Regions from separate parts of the Mus musculus genome. Here region 2 is linked to region 1. The links are chromatin contacts, called in public HiChIP or PLAC-seq maps. All regions are on one chromosome and are shown on one strand. The core of a region is the stretch at or near the end of the contact, and the rest is flanking DNA. Distances in the headings are between cores, read along the strand shown.

Region 1 (5,819 bases), core at 651-3,150:
CTGCGTGAGATACGTTTAGACCCGGAGCTCTGCCATTGAACTACCTCGTGTTTTTACATTAAGGCGTTCTGTTCTGTTCGTGATTCTTGGGTACACGCTGAATCGCTGAATTGGGAAATGAGTAGGGGTTTCCCCACTAGGTTCTTTCACTATGACATGCACAGATCTGCCATCACACATCATATATACACTTTCAATGATAAATTACGTTATAGAAACATTGTTTTAACTTATGTTGTCTGTTATATTATCATATTATATAAATATTATATTGTTATATCATACATATCATTTTGTGTTATAATATTGAGGCAAGTTTGGAGCAAAAGCCCATCTGACCCTACTGACAAAAATCATGATGATGCTGGGCGGTGGTGGTGCATGCGTTTAATCCCAGCACTCAGGAGGCAGAGGCAGGCAGATTTCTGAGTTCGAGGCCAGCCTGGTCTACAGAGTGAGTTCCAGGACAGCCAGGGCTATACAGAGAAACCCTGTCTCAAACAAACAAACAAACAAACAAACAAAAAAAAATTATGATGAGCAACCTATGCAAATTTTCTTTGACCCATGAAGACTCTCTCTAGACTATATTTTCAAAGTAAAGCTCCTAGTTTATAGAGTGAACACTTTTTTCAATTTCAGGAGTAATGTTCTCCATAACAGCTATATTACTTCATGTTTCTGCCAGGAATACATAGATATTTTCCCAATTGTGTGTGAAAATGGATCATTTGTTCAAAAATAAAAATAATAGTGTCTAGTTCATTATTTCATAATTTGAATTCTCCACTTGGGTAGGGTAATATTGCTCAGCATTTACGTATCCTTCTCTTGGTTTCTGTATGTATTTGCCAGAGCACAGACCTCAGCACAGCAAGGACTGTACCAGGCACTGGAGGACACAAAGACAAACGAGAAACTTCTCTACACTCAAGGACCCGGGAGGATTCCCCAAGGAACTTAAAACTCACTGCCGTGTCTGCACTTCTACAAATTCATTAATCAGAAGAAAGAAAGTTCACCAGAATTTACTTATGAAAAGATCACTTCAAGAACTTTGGGAAGGTCCGGAAACACTTGCCCCTCCGGAAGGGAGAGCCTAATTAACATTTCTCAATCAACAGGGCGGAACCAACCTGTGGGTAGAAACACATTCACACACACACACACACACACACACACACACACACACACACACACACAGAGAGAGAGAGAGAGAGAGAGAGAGAGAGAGAGAGAGAGAGATTGGGTTTGTTTTGTTTTGTTTTGCTTTGGTCTTTTCTAGACAGGGTTTCTCTGTATAGCCCAGGCTGTCCTGGAACTCACTTTGTAGACCAAGCTGACCTCAAACTCAGAAATCTGCCTGCCTCTGCCTACTGAGTGCTGGGATTAAAGGCGTGTGCCACCACGCCCGGCATAAATTATAGTTTAAATAATCTTTTCTTGAAACTTGAGATTCAAGTGTCCCCCTTCCTAGAAGACCAGCATTGTGGTTGTCAATACCCATATCTAATTTGATTCTTTTTGTTTGGTTGGTTTTTAGAAATGCAAATTATCTATTCAACTATTCACTTGGGGTTTGTTGGGTATCCGCTGTCTATGAAGGTCTGTCCCTGTATTCTCAATTGTTAATTGTTGTGCTGGTGGCGCCAGGCCTGCAGGATATGTAAATGTTTGTCCTTTCCTGGGCTGCTCAAAAAAGAAAAGACAAGCTGCCGTGGGGGGGTGGGGGTGGGGTGGGGGGTGGGGGGGTGGCGGGGGGGGGGGTGTTTCACACGTAGCCCTCAGTCTGGCCAAAGGGTAACCCTAATCCTAACCCTGGCCTCCAGGTTCTCCCAGCATCCCTCGATATCCACCTGGCATACCACACCCTCTACCCTGAACTTCCCAGCCCAGGAGCTAGGCTAGAATTCTCCCGGAAGCTCTTCCCCATAAAACCCAGACATTTTAGTCTCTGTGCCCACAGTCTCCCCACACAGGAGCAAGCACTTTCTTCTTTCTTTTCCCCCCTCGCTTCTCGCTTCTGTCTCCCTTTCCATGGTGAGTTCCTTGGCCTCCTTGCCTGCCCAAAAGCAGTTTCCCAATAAACCTGCTTATATATACTTACATTGGCTCATTTCACCCGCACAGAAACAACTTATCAATTTTGGCAGGTGGTACTGTCTACCTGCTGAATTTTAGGGCCTTTTAAATAGTCCTTCCATCGTGGAGTCAGTATGCCAAGGCCTGGGGGCTTAGTAATGTCTGGAGCCATTGTGTCAAAATGGAAACTCCCTTAGGTCCTGTAGCCGCCAGAGCCAAAACAAAGTTCTGATCAAGGTCCAATGTTTACTCATGAGTCTGAGCTTATAAAGGGGGGGAAGGGGGACCCATGCCCCACCACGCCAGGATCTCATTGTGCTGTCAGGGTCAGATCGCTGCTTTGTCAGGGTAGTGTCTGGAGAACAGGTCCAGCCTCTCTGCAGGCAGTGGCACTGCAGCTGGGGCAGACAAAAGCCCCTAGGTGGGCTAGTAACTGTGGCAAGCCTGGTCTGAGCAGCCTGCTCAAGGCTGGGAGGAGGGCATGAGATCCCAGCGTAGGTTCAGAGAGTCCTCTTTTCAGGGGCTTCAGAGCCTGCCATGCTCCTCTGACCATTTTCAATCTGAAGACCATTCTTTTTACACAGAAGAAAAGCTGAAGAGTCCAGCTTACCTGTCACTTCACTGTGTGACACAGTCAGCCCCGAGCACTGATGCCTCCTGTCCTCCTGCTCTAAATGTGACATAAAACTCCTTTGCAAACTCTGCTCACTCAGGGTTTCCCGTGCCTGGTGACATTCTCTGTGCACCCTTGTCCTGTTTCCTTCTCTCTATCATGTCTACCTTGTCTGTTACATCCAGAAGTGATCGGAACATTATCCATTCTATCACATCGACTGCTTCAGGCACCGTCTCGCTTCTACTCTGTCATTTTTTAAATTATGTAACTATAATTGAATTTTTGAGGACAGTTCACCTCTCTTGATCATGGAATGTACAGTACAGTACAAAGCAAGGAATAGGCACTTGGTAAATATTTAAAAGGAGATAATATATGAGTAGAATTCTCATTTGATGCCTATCTTTTCTGAAAAATCCTTTCATTTTGGAGGGGAGGTTCTTTTTAAAGACAGGGTCTCATGTAGCCTAGGCTAGCCTTGAACTCCTCATTCCTACTGCTTTTTCTACTCCCAAATGCTGGAGTCACAACCTGTGCCACCATGCCAGCTACATTTATTTTAAAATAACTTTTATGATGAACCTGGTTAGTCGTATTGTTGGTTTAAAGGCAGACAGTTCTACCAGGCACCTTCTTCTTCCTCCTCTTCCTCTTCTTCCTTTCTTCCTTTGTGGAGAGCTTTTTGGAGTGCTGCTTGGTAGGAATCTGACTTTAGTGCATGACAAAGAAGTTCAAGGAGGGACCTGACATTGGCCAAGGACAAGGAAGTAAGAATCTGATTCTAGGGTAGAACCGAGAAGTAGGCTCAGATATCTGGATCATCCTTAGAAGCAGTGATCATCAGAGTGATCATGGGACTTTGTGTTTATTGTCTTGCTTGATTCCTCAATGTACATTGTTCCTCATTTACTAACTTCATGTAATTAAAATGGATTGGGAAAAATTAAACCTGCCTTCAGTCTCCTGATTGACTGGGGTCATGCTATAATGTTGTCTAATTGTCTTTTTTCATTTTAATCCTCACTCCCTCACTGGAGAACCTGTTGACTGAGTGAGCGGGCTTGGTTACTCCTTCTCCTCCTCCTCCTCTTCTTCCTCTTCCTCCTCCTCCTATTTCTCCCTCTCTCCCTGCTCTCTCTTTCTCTTTCCACCTACCCCCTTCTCTTCTACTCTCCACATGTTCCCAGCTGGCCTCTCTTTCTGTCCTTCTCTATCCCCCCTTTTCTCTGCTTCTACTCCCTTTCTAGGTCTCCACTGTCTTTCCTTACCCCACAATAAAATGCCAGATCTGTGATTTCTCAGAGGGACACCTTGAAAGAGCCTGCCAGGTATTCCAGATACTCTGGGTATTTCCTTATTCCTGCTGCCATCACTTTATAGTTCATAACACCCATCATCATAAAAATTATAACAGTCTCCAGACAGTGGTGGCACATGCCTTTAATCCCAGCACTTGGGAGGAAGAGGCTAGCCTGGTCTACAGAGTGAGTTCCAGAACAGCCAGGATTACACAGAGAAATCCTGTCTCAAAAACAAACAAACAAAAAAATTTTTTATAGCAATCATAACTTTAGGTTGCCATTTTCACTGTGTCCCTGTTGCCAGTGATACAGCCTGCAGTGCCAGATGCCTCTCACACCTGTATACAGGATTGTTTTCTTGCCCGTGGGCAACAGTAGAAATAACAACCAGAGACTGAAAAGGTCAGCATAGGAACTTTGGGAAGGTCAAGAAACACTTGCCCCTCTGGAAGGGAGAGGCTAATTAGCATTTCTCTGACCACAGGGCCTGAAGGGACCTTCGGGTGGGGACACATTCCGCAGGACTGACTGTTGCTCACCTTCAGACAAGGGAAGTCCTTGTCACCTCATTCCCTAAAGACCAATAAGTTTAAAGGGTGCACTGTTCCGCCAATCATATTGTGCCTAGTTGCTGATGCATACAAAAAACTGGAGGAACTGGTGCTGGTGGTCGCCACCTCTCCTTCGGGTCTGGGACAACCCCATTGCACATGAACAATAAATTTCTCTTGCTTTTTGCATCGATCCTGGCTCCACGTGGTTCACTGAGGGGGTCCCTGGTAAGCTAAGACTCCCTGGAGTCTTACAAGACAAACATTTTGAAGGAATGCTTGTGTTCTAAGATATGATGTGGCTCTTCTGTATCAGGAGATAATTTGAAAGAGATCCAACTCCATCTCCCTGCTTGTATCTTGTATGAGAACTTCTACTTTCTCTCGCTCTAGATGTGGTTACCTCTGCCAGTATGATGAGGAAACTCATTTATTTCCTGTTGGTCCCCATAAGAGGAGGTTGTTATGAATTCATCACTGTTACCTTTGGGAAAGCTACAAGACAGATACAACCCCCTTCCCTCGACATTTGCTAAAAGGCCCAGCTGTCCCAGAAATGCCTGAGCTATGAGCTGTGGCAAAATTCACCAGAAACACTTCTGGCCAGCTCTGGGCCAAGAGCCTACAAGCCCATGAGGAAAAAAAGCCCACCTTCAGGAGAAGCCAGAGAGCATTGTGGGTAATACCTGGCTATTATTTGACTTATTATATCCTGGGGAATTAGGACTCCCTGAACCTGGCTTAGTGGTTAAGAGTTCTGACTGCTTTTCCAGAGGTCTTGAGTTCAATTCCCAACAACCACATGGAAGCTCACAACCATCTGTAATGGGAACTGATGCTCTCTTCTGGTGTGTCTGAAGGCTGCTATAGTGTACTCATATACATAAAATAAATAAATAACTCTTTAAGAAAAAGATCCATAAAAAAAAAAGAGGTTCTTCTCTCACACATAAATTAAGCATAACCATAATAATTAAAAAAAAAAAGACTCCCTGAACCCTACAAACCTTTCTCAGTCACCTGCATTCCTCTGCTCCTAATGTATCATAATTCAAAAACAAAAAACAATGGGGCTCTCAAAGACTGAACCACCAACCAAAGAGCATACATGGGCTGGACCTAGCACACCAACCCCCCCAAATGTAGCAGATGTGCAGCTTGGTCTTCAGGTGGGTCCTGAACAACTGAAGCAGAGGCTGTCCCTAAAGCTGTTGCCTGTCTATGGAATCTGTTCCCCTAACTCAGCTGCCTTGTCTGGCCTCAGTGGGA
Region 2 (6,032 bases), core at 413-2,912, 900 kb before region 1:
CCCTAACTAACCCTCTTTTTGAATTCTCTCTTCCACCTATCATGTTATCCATTCCTATGCAGACATCATAATATGTAAACCTGCACATTAATAATTTTGATGGTTATGGTCAGGATGTATTGTATGAGAGAAAAATAAGTAAAAAATTAAAAAAAAAATTGTGATCTCACCCTTCAATTCAATGAAATCTAGAATCACCTAGGAGATAGGCCCCTGGTCTTGCAATTGGGGGGGGGGGGCGGGTATCCTGACTAGCTTAACTGAGGTGTGAACAGCCACCTACTGTGGGTGGCACCATTTTCTGGGCTGGAGTCCTGGATTGTAAAAATACAAAGGCTGAGAACAAGGTGTTGTTGCTCTGTGCTTCCTGACTGTGGAGTCAGGGTGGCCGACCAGCTGCCTCAGGCTTCGGTTCCTTTTAAACTTCTGTACTGTGGTGGACTGTACCCTTGACCTTGGAACCAGAATAACACTTTCCCCCTTAAAGCTGTGCAGCAACAGGGAAAGGAACTAAGATACCATGACCGCTTTTGTGCCTCCAGTGTCCTGGCCCCTCTTTTCATCAAGATGAAGAAGAACCTTGCTGGAATTTTCACTGACAAGCTTCTGAGTCTGTAAGTTAAGGTGAAGAAAACGGACATTTCCATAGTGCTCTATTACTGAGAACATCTTCATAATTCTTTTGTGTGGAGGACTTGAACTAGTTTGTTAGATTTATTCCCAGGCATTAAGGCAACTTCTATTGTAAATGATGTCTTATTTACATTTTTAGTTGCTTGATATGAAAAAAAAGAGTCTGATTCAGTACTCTATTATTTCTAGATATGTAATTTCCTGGGGTGGGTTCCAAGGATAAAAATTATATTAATTTTAAATTTATAGTCTTACTTCTTACTTTGCAGCAATTTTGTGTCTGTATTTTGTCACACCATGCTTTTTGGATCCTCAAGGAAACCCTGGCAGGAGATAACGCTTCAGCACCTCTCTCCTCCCCCCCCCCACTTTTTTTTTTTTTAACTTCAATGAGTCAAAAGTTTTATTTACCTTTATTTTAGATTTTACTTCTTGGCTTCTTTGGATTAATCAATAGCAAACAAATAAGTGAATATAGATAGTAATTAACTGAATGCTTCAGTTCAAGAATCTTGAAATTTAAAGTATTAAGAATTTCTGTTTCATCCTAACCCCAAATGAGTTTTTAAAGCAATCAAATCACTGCTATTTTATTCTTGAAGTTGAGTCAGTTCAGTTTACTTTATTGTTTGCAGCTTCATCAAAATTCTGAACAAGCTTGCCCTCTTCCTCCAGCAGCAAGTTGTGCTTTTCCATTGAATCTGCCAGGGCCCTGTAGTTTGTCAGTGCCAAGCTGGGTTAAGATCCTGGGTGGCATTTCTGTCAGCTGCTGTCCCACAGTGGCTGGGAATCCTGAAGTGTGTGTGTTGCCAGAAATGTCTGAATGTTAGTTCTATTCTGCAGTTTGCAACATACTAAACTTTTACACTGGCTATTGCTTACTCCTAACATCATTAACATCATAACTAGAGATTGAAAGTATTTGCTATAATAGAGCCATTTGAAAGCATTTCTTTCACTGGTGCACAACTGTGTATTGATATGGTTAGTTTCTTTGGTTTATCATGGGTTCTTTTACTTTGATGGAAATGAGACCTCTTAAGGGACTAGAGTTGGTTGTGGTGAGGTGTCAGGGAGACTAGCTTCTGATGTTGAAGTTAGTAGCTCCAAAAGAAACTCACAAACAGCTATCTATCCTTGGTGCCTATCTACAAGCCACACCCATGCTGGACTGCAGGAGCCCTCAGTACCTGGAGTTCCTCTTGGCTCTTCTCATCCTGCACCCTGGGCCATTCTACTGGACATGGTCTGTCTACCACTTACTTACTTTCTCTCTCTCTCTCTCTGTCATCTTCTCCCTCTCCCTCAACTCTTCCAGACGCCTCTGCCTGTACTATCCCTCATCTCTACAATAAAAAAAAACCTTCATCTTAACCATACTTCAGATCAGCTATGCCCTCGCTTTATACAGCAGTCAGACTTTCAACTTCCTCTTCCAACTTAATTAGTACTTAAAAAAGATGTGGAAGAAAGAAAGAAAGAAAGAAAGGAAGGATGGATGGATGGATGGATGGATGGATGGATCGATCAACTGTCTACCCAAAGGGCCTCCCAAGTCATGTTTCTGCAAGGGAGGGATCTGTTTTTGTTGCTCTGTATCCCCACTAGGGAGGTTTCCAGTTGGTTTTGGCCACTGAATAGAGTGTAGCGCAGTTGTGGATAGCCCTGGGGCTAGTTATATTTGACGTTAATTCCGTTCTGGTGAGTGGTTGCAAACAAAGAATGAATCAGCACTCAGGTGATTTCCTGTAAACCTGCTTCCCACCTTAATTTGTAAAATTAATTGTAAAATAAAGGAGAGATGTTGATTTGGCAGATAAAAGGGAAGGTGGAGATAAAAGGGAAGGTGGGGGAGAGAAAGAGAAAATGGAAGAGTGAGAGGACACAGAGGAGGAGGAAGAAGAAGAAAAGTGAAGTAGAAGCACATGGCTGGAGAAACCGAAAGTTCTAAGGGGTCTCATAGATGTGAAAGATGGTAGTGTAGTGGTAAATCTGCCGTGTTGTGTTTTCATTGCCGGAGCATATTTGGGTTGGAGAGATTTACTGCAACATAGCACACTGCATCTTTTCAGTTTCCCTAGTAGTACATCGCCTCAAGTATCTCTCCATTCACTCGTCTGATGAAGGTTTGTTATCCTTCATCAGTGCCTGCCCATCTCTCTTGCTCACACTTTAAATCAAATCTGTTCTTACCCTACAGCTGAGTTAAATTAGCCACGTTTAGTGTCACTCGTTGTTCAGACATGATTGTTTTGTAGAGACTTTCTTGATGTAGCTTTTCTCAGTCCCTTAACATTGTCTTTCATAAGTAGGAACTTTTATTCATAATGGTATTAGTTATAGCTTTCATGGATTATGTCTTTGGTTTTATTTAAAAGCAATACTATGCCTAAAATTATCTAGCTGTTTGGTTTGTTTATTGTGGTTTTTTTGGTAAATCCCTAATCTCTACACTTTGATAAAACCTACTACTACAATGTCATCCTTTATTTTATTTAAGTCATTATATAGTACACATGTGTTAGTGTACACAACTAAGAATAAATTACAATAAATGGATATTTCTTTAAGATGAATTCAAGTGGAAGTCTCCGCCATTGGTAGAAGTTATCTGTGGTGGTTTGAGTGAGAATAACCACCACAGGCTCATCTAGTTATTTCCATGCTGGTTTCCAGTTGGCCTGTTTGAAAGGGGTGTGGCCTTGTTGAAGAAGGCATGTCCCTGAGGGTAGGCTTTGAACCTTCAAAAGTCCATGCCAGTGTCTGTCCGTCTATGTATGTATGTATGTATGTATGTATGTATGTATGTATGTATGTATGAATGTATGTATGTATGTATGTATGCATGTATGAATGTATGTATGTATCTATGTCTATCTCTATCTGTATTTCTATCTCTTTTTCTCTCCCTCATTCTGCCCTCTCTCCTATCTGTCTGCTTGCCTATGTTTGCCTGCAGATCAGGAATATAAAGTGCTCAGCTCAGCTACTTCTCATTGCCATAAGTGGAACTATGCCCTCTTTTATGATGATAATGGACAAACCCTCTGCAACTGTAAACAAGCCCTCAATTTAAAAAAGACATGTGAATCTGAGCAAAATTTAATCACACCTCTATTGAGGTTATTCTCTCTTAATCTGTTGTTAATATGATCAGTTAGGTGGCTCCGTGGCTTAGTTGGCTAAAGCGCCTGTCTCGTTAATATGATCAGTTACATATACGGATTTTCTTGTAAGAAACTATACTAGCATACTTTCAATAAATTCAACTTGGACAAACTTTATTAACTTTACTTTTTTACAGAAAATTAGCTTTGATTTGCTATTATTTTGTTGAATGAGATAAAGTTATTACTTATTTTCCTATAGTTTTTTTTTTTTTCCGAGACAGGGTTTCTCTCTGTAGCCCTGGCTAGCCTGGACCTCACTTTGTAGACCAGGCTTGGACAGAACTGGTCATGGGAAGCATGTCTGGAGGATGCACACTGCCCTGCTCCTTTCCTATTTCTGTTTTCAGCCCTCCTGTGGTGAGCAACTTTGCCCTGCCCTGCTTTTCCACAGTCATACTTTGCCACAACAGCCCAGAAATGTGGCTGAAATTTCTAAAACCAAAATAAATTGTTTCCTAAACCATTTTTCCTAGGGACAAAAAACTGACACAGGCTTCTAAGTACAATTATTTATACCTTTCTGAAACCTAAATCATAAATGACTTCCAGAAACTTAGGATACCCAAGATATAAGATACAATTTGCTAAACGCATGAAATTCAAGAAGAACGAAGACCAAAGTGTGGACACTTTGCCCCTTCTTAGAAATGGGAACAAAACACCCATGGAAGGAGTTACAGAGACAAAATTTGGAGCTGTGACGAAAGGATGGACCATCTAGTGATTGCCATATGCAGGGATCCATCCCATAATCAGCTTCCAAATGCTGACACCATTGCATACACTAGCAAGATTTCGCTGAAAGGACCCAGATATAGCTCTCTCTTGTGAGACTATGCCAGGGCCTAGCAAACACAGAAGTGGATGATCACAGTCAGCTATTGGATGGATCACAGGGCCCCCAGTGGAGGAGCTAGAGAAAGCACCCAAGAAGCTAAAGGGAACTGCAACCCTATAAGTGGAACAACAATATGAACTAACCAGTACCCCGGAGCTCTTGACTCTAGCTGCATATGTATCAAAAGATGGCCTAGTTGGCCATCATTGCAAAGAGAGGCCCATTGGACACGCAAACTTTATATGCCCCAGTACAGGGGAACGCCAGGGCCAAAAAGTGGGAGTGGGTGGGTAGGGGATGGGGGTGGGTGGGGATGGGGGGACTTTTGGGATAGAATTGAAAATGTAAACGAGGAAAATACCTAATAAAAAAAATGACTTCCAAAGTAGCTTCCCAGTTCTTAAACTGCAAAATGCACACCATATGCCTCAAAGGAGAGCTGGGACTGCAAGCCAGAATCCCGTGTTTCTGACAAAGAGGATCTACTGTGCTTTGAAAAAACACGGCCCTGGCAGGAGAGCTTCGGGTTTCCCTCTACTCTCACAGCAAGCTACAGAGCTACAATAGGCTCCAAGCACAGGAATCCATGGAAGGCCTATTCCAAGATGTACAGTGGGTCACTAAGCTTAAGAAAGTACTCAGCTTTATAACCTACTGTTAACTATGCACTTAACACACACCATGGCCAAAATTTACTGCTTCAGACCACTCAGTCAAGCAGCATATTTCTTTTCTTTTACAATTTTGTCGAGAGATCTGTTGTTACCATTGATCTTAGCAACTTCAGTAGAGTAGTGTTTCTTTTCTTGCTAGACTGAGAGCTGTTTACCATCACACCTACAGAAGTGCCCTGTGGCTTCCGAGTTGGCATAGCTGAACTGCCAGTGCTTATGCTTTATGGTTGTGATGCACGGCACAAGTTACGCGAATACAAGCTGATACACCAGCATAGGAGGGACTGGGTACTACATACAGTACTCTGAACAAGGGATGATTCAGGTTCTGGGTGGATGTAAAGCGTAAAGAACAGGTTCCTCACCATGCACACAATAACGTACACTTAAAGTATGAGTCATCTCAGGAATTTTCTTAGTACTTTTAGACTTTCCTTGACTGGGTAACTGAGACTACAGAAAGCAGCATAGTAGCTGGGGATGAGCTGGGGTGGAGTTGGTGCATTAGATGACAGAGCTCCTGAGTGAGAAAGTCCACTGTACAGGGCAAATGCCCTCCCTCATTCACAGCATCTCTTAGATGTCCAAGATTTGTCCACAACAGCCTTGGGTTATGCTTACTATTTCAAAATAATCATTATCTGCTCATAAAAAAAAAGTCCCAATCCAAGTACAGCTGGAGGCTTCCCACAATGGCGCCTCTTCTTTTCCAGAGTC

What was found. HiChIP or PLAC-seq counts read pairs in DNA pulled down with a chosen protein or histone mark.
Region 2: an H3K27ac HiChIP or PLAC-seq map of embryonic stem cells shows a contact between it and region 1, with 2.4 times the contacts expected there. The contact joins two enhancer-like sites. A contact is called at or near these places in 1 of 39 promoter capture datasets (3T3-L1-derived adipocytes), 2 of 115 datasets of contacts at active chromatin or transcription factors (astrocytes and embryonic stem cells) and 1 of 9 other capture datasets (macrophages).

What each region holds. Positions count from the first base shown.
Region 1 is chr6:49,270,687-49,276,505 of GRCm38.p6, reverse strand. No RefSeq gene overlaps it. Among named protein-coding and RNA genes, the nearest start is that of Tra2a, 9.5 kb to the right of the region's middle. Within about 2 kb of position 1,900, at least 23 of the 459 cell types and tissues checked have an H3K27ac peak or open chromatin away from gene starts, as enhancers often do. A contact at or near this core is called in embryonic stem cells, where this site is marked.
Region 2 is chr6:50,165,296-50,171,327 of GRCm38.p6, reverse strand. All of the region lies in intron 6 of Mpp6 (membrane protein, palmitoylated 6 (MAGUK p55 subfamily member 6)), which reads right to left. Among named protein-coding and RNA genes, the nearest start is that of Mpp6, 58 kb to the right of the region's middle. Within about 2 kb of position 1,662, at least 14 of the 459 cell types and tissues checked have an H3K27ac peak or open chromatin away from gene starts, as enhancers often do. A contact at or near this core is called in embryonic stem cells, where this site is marked.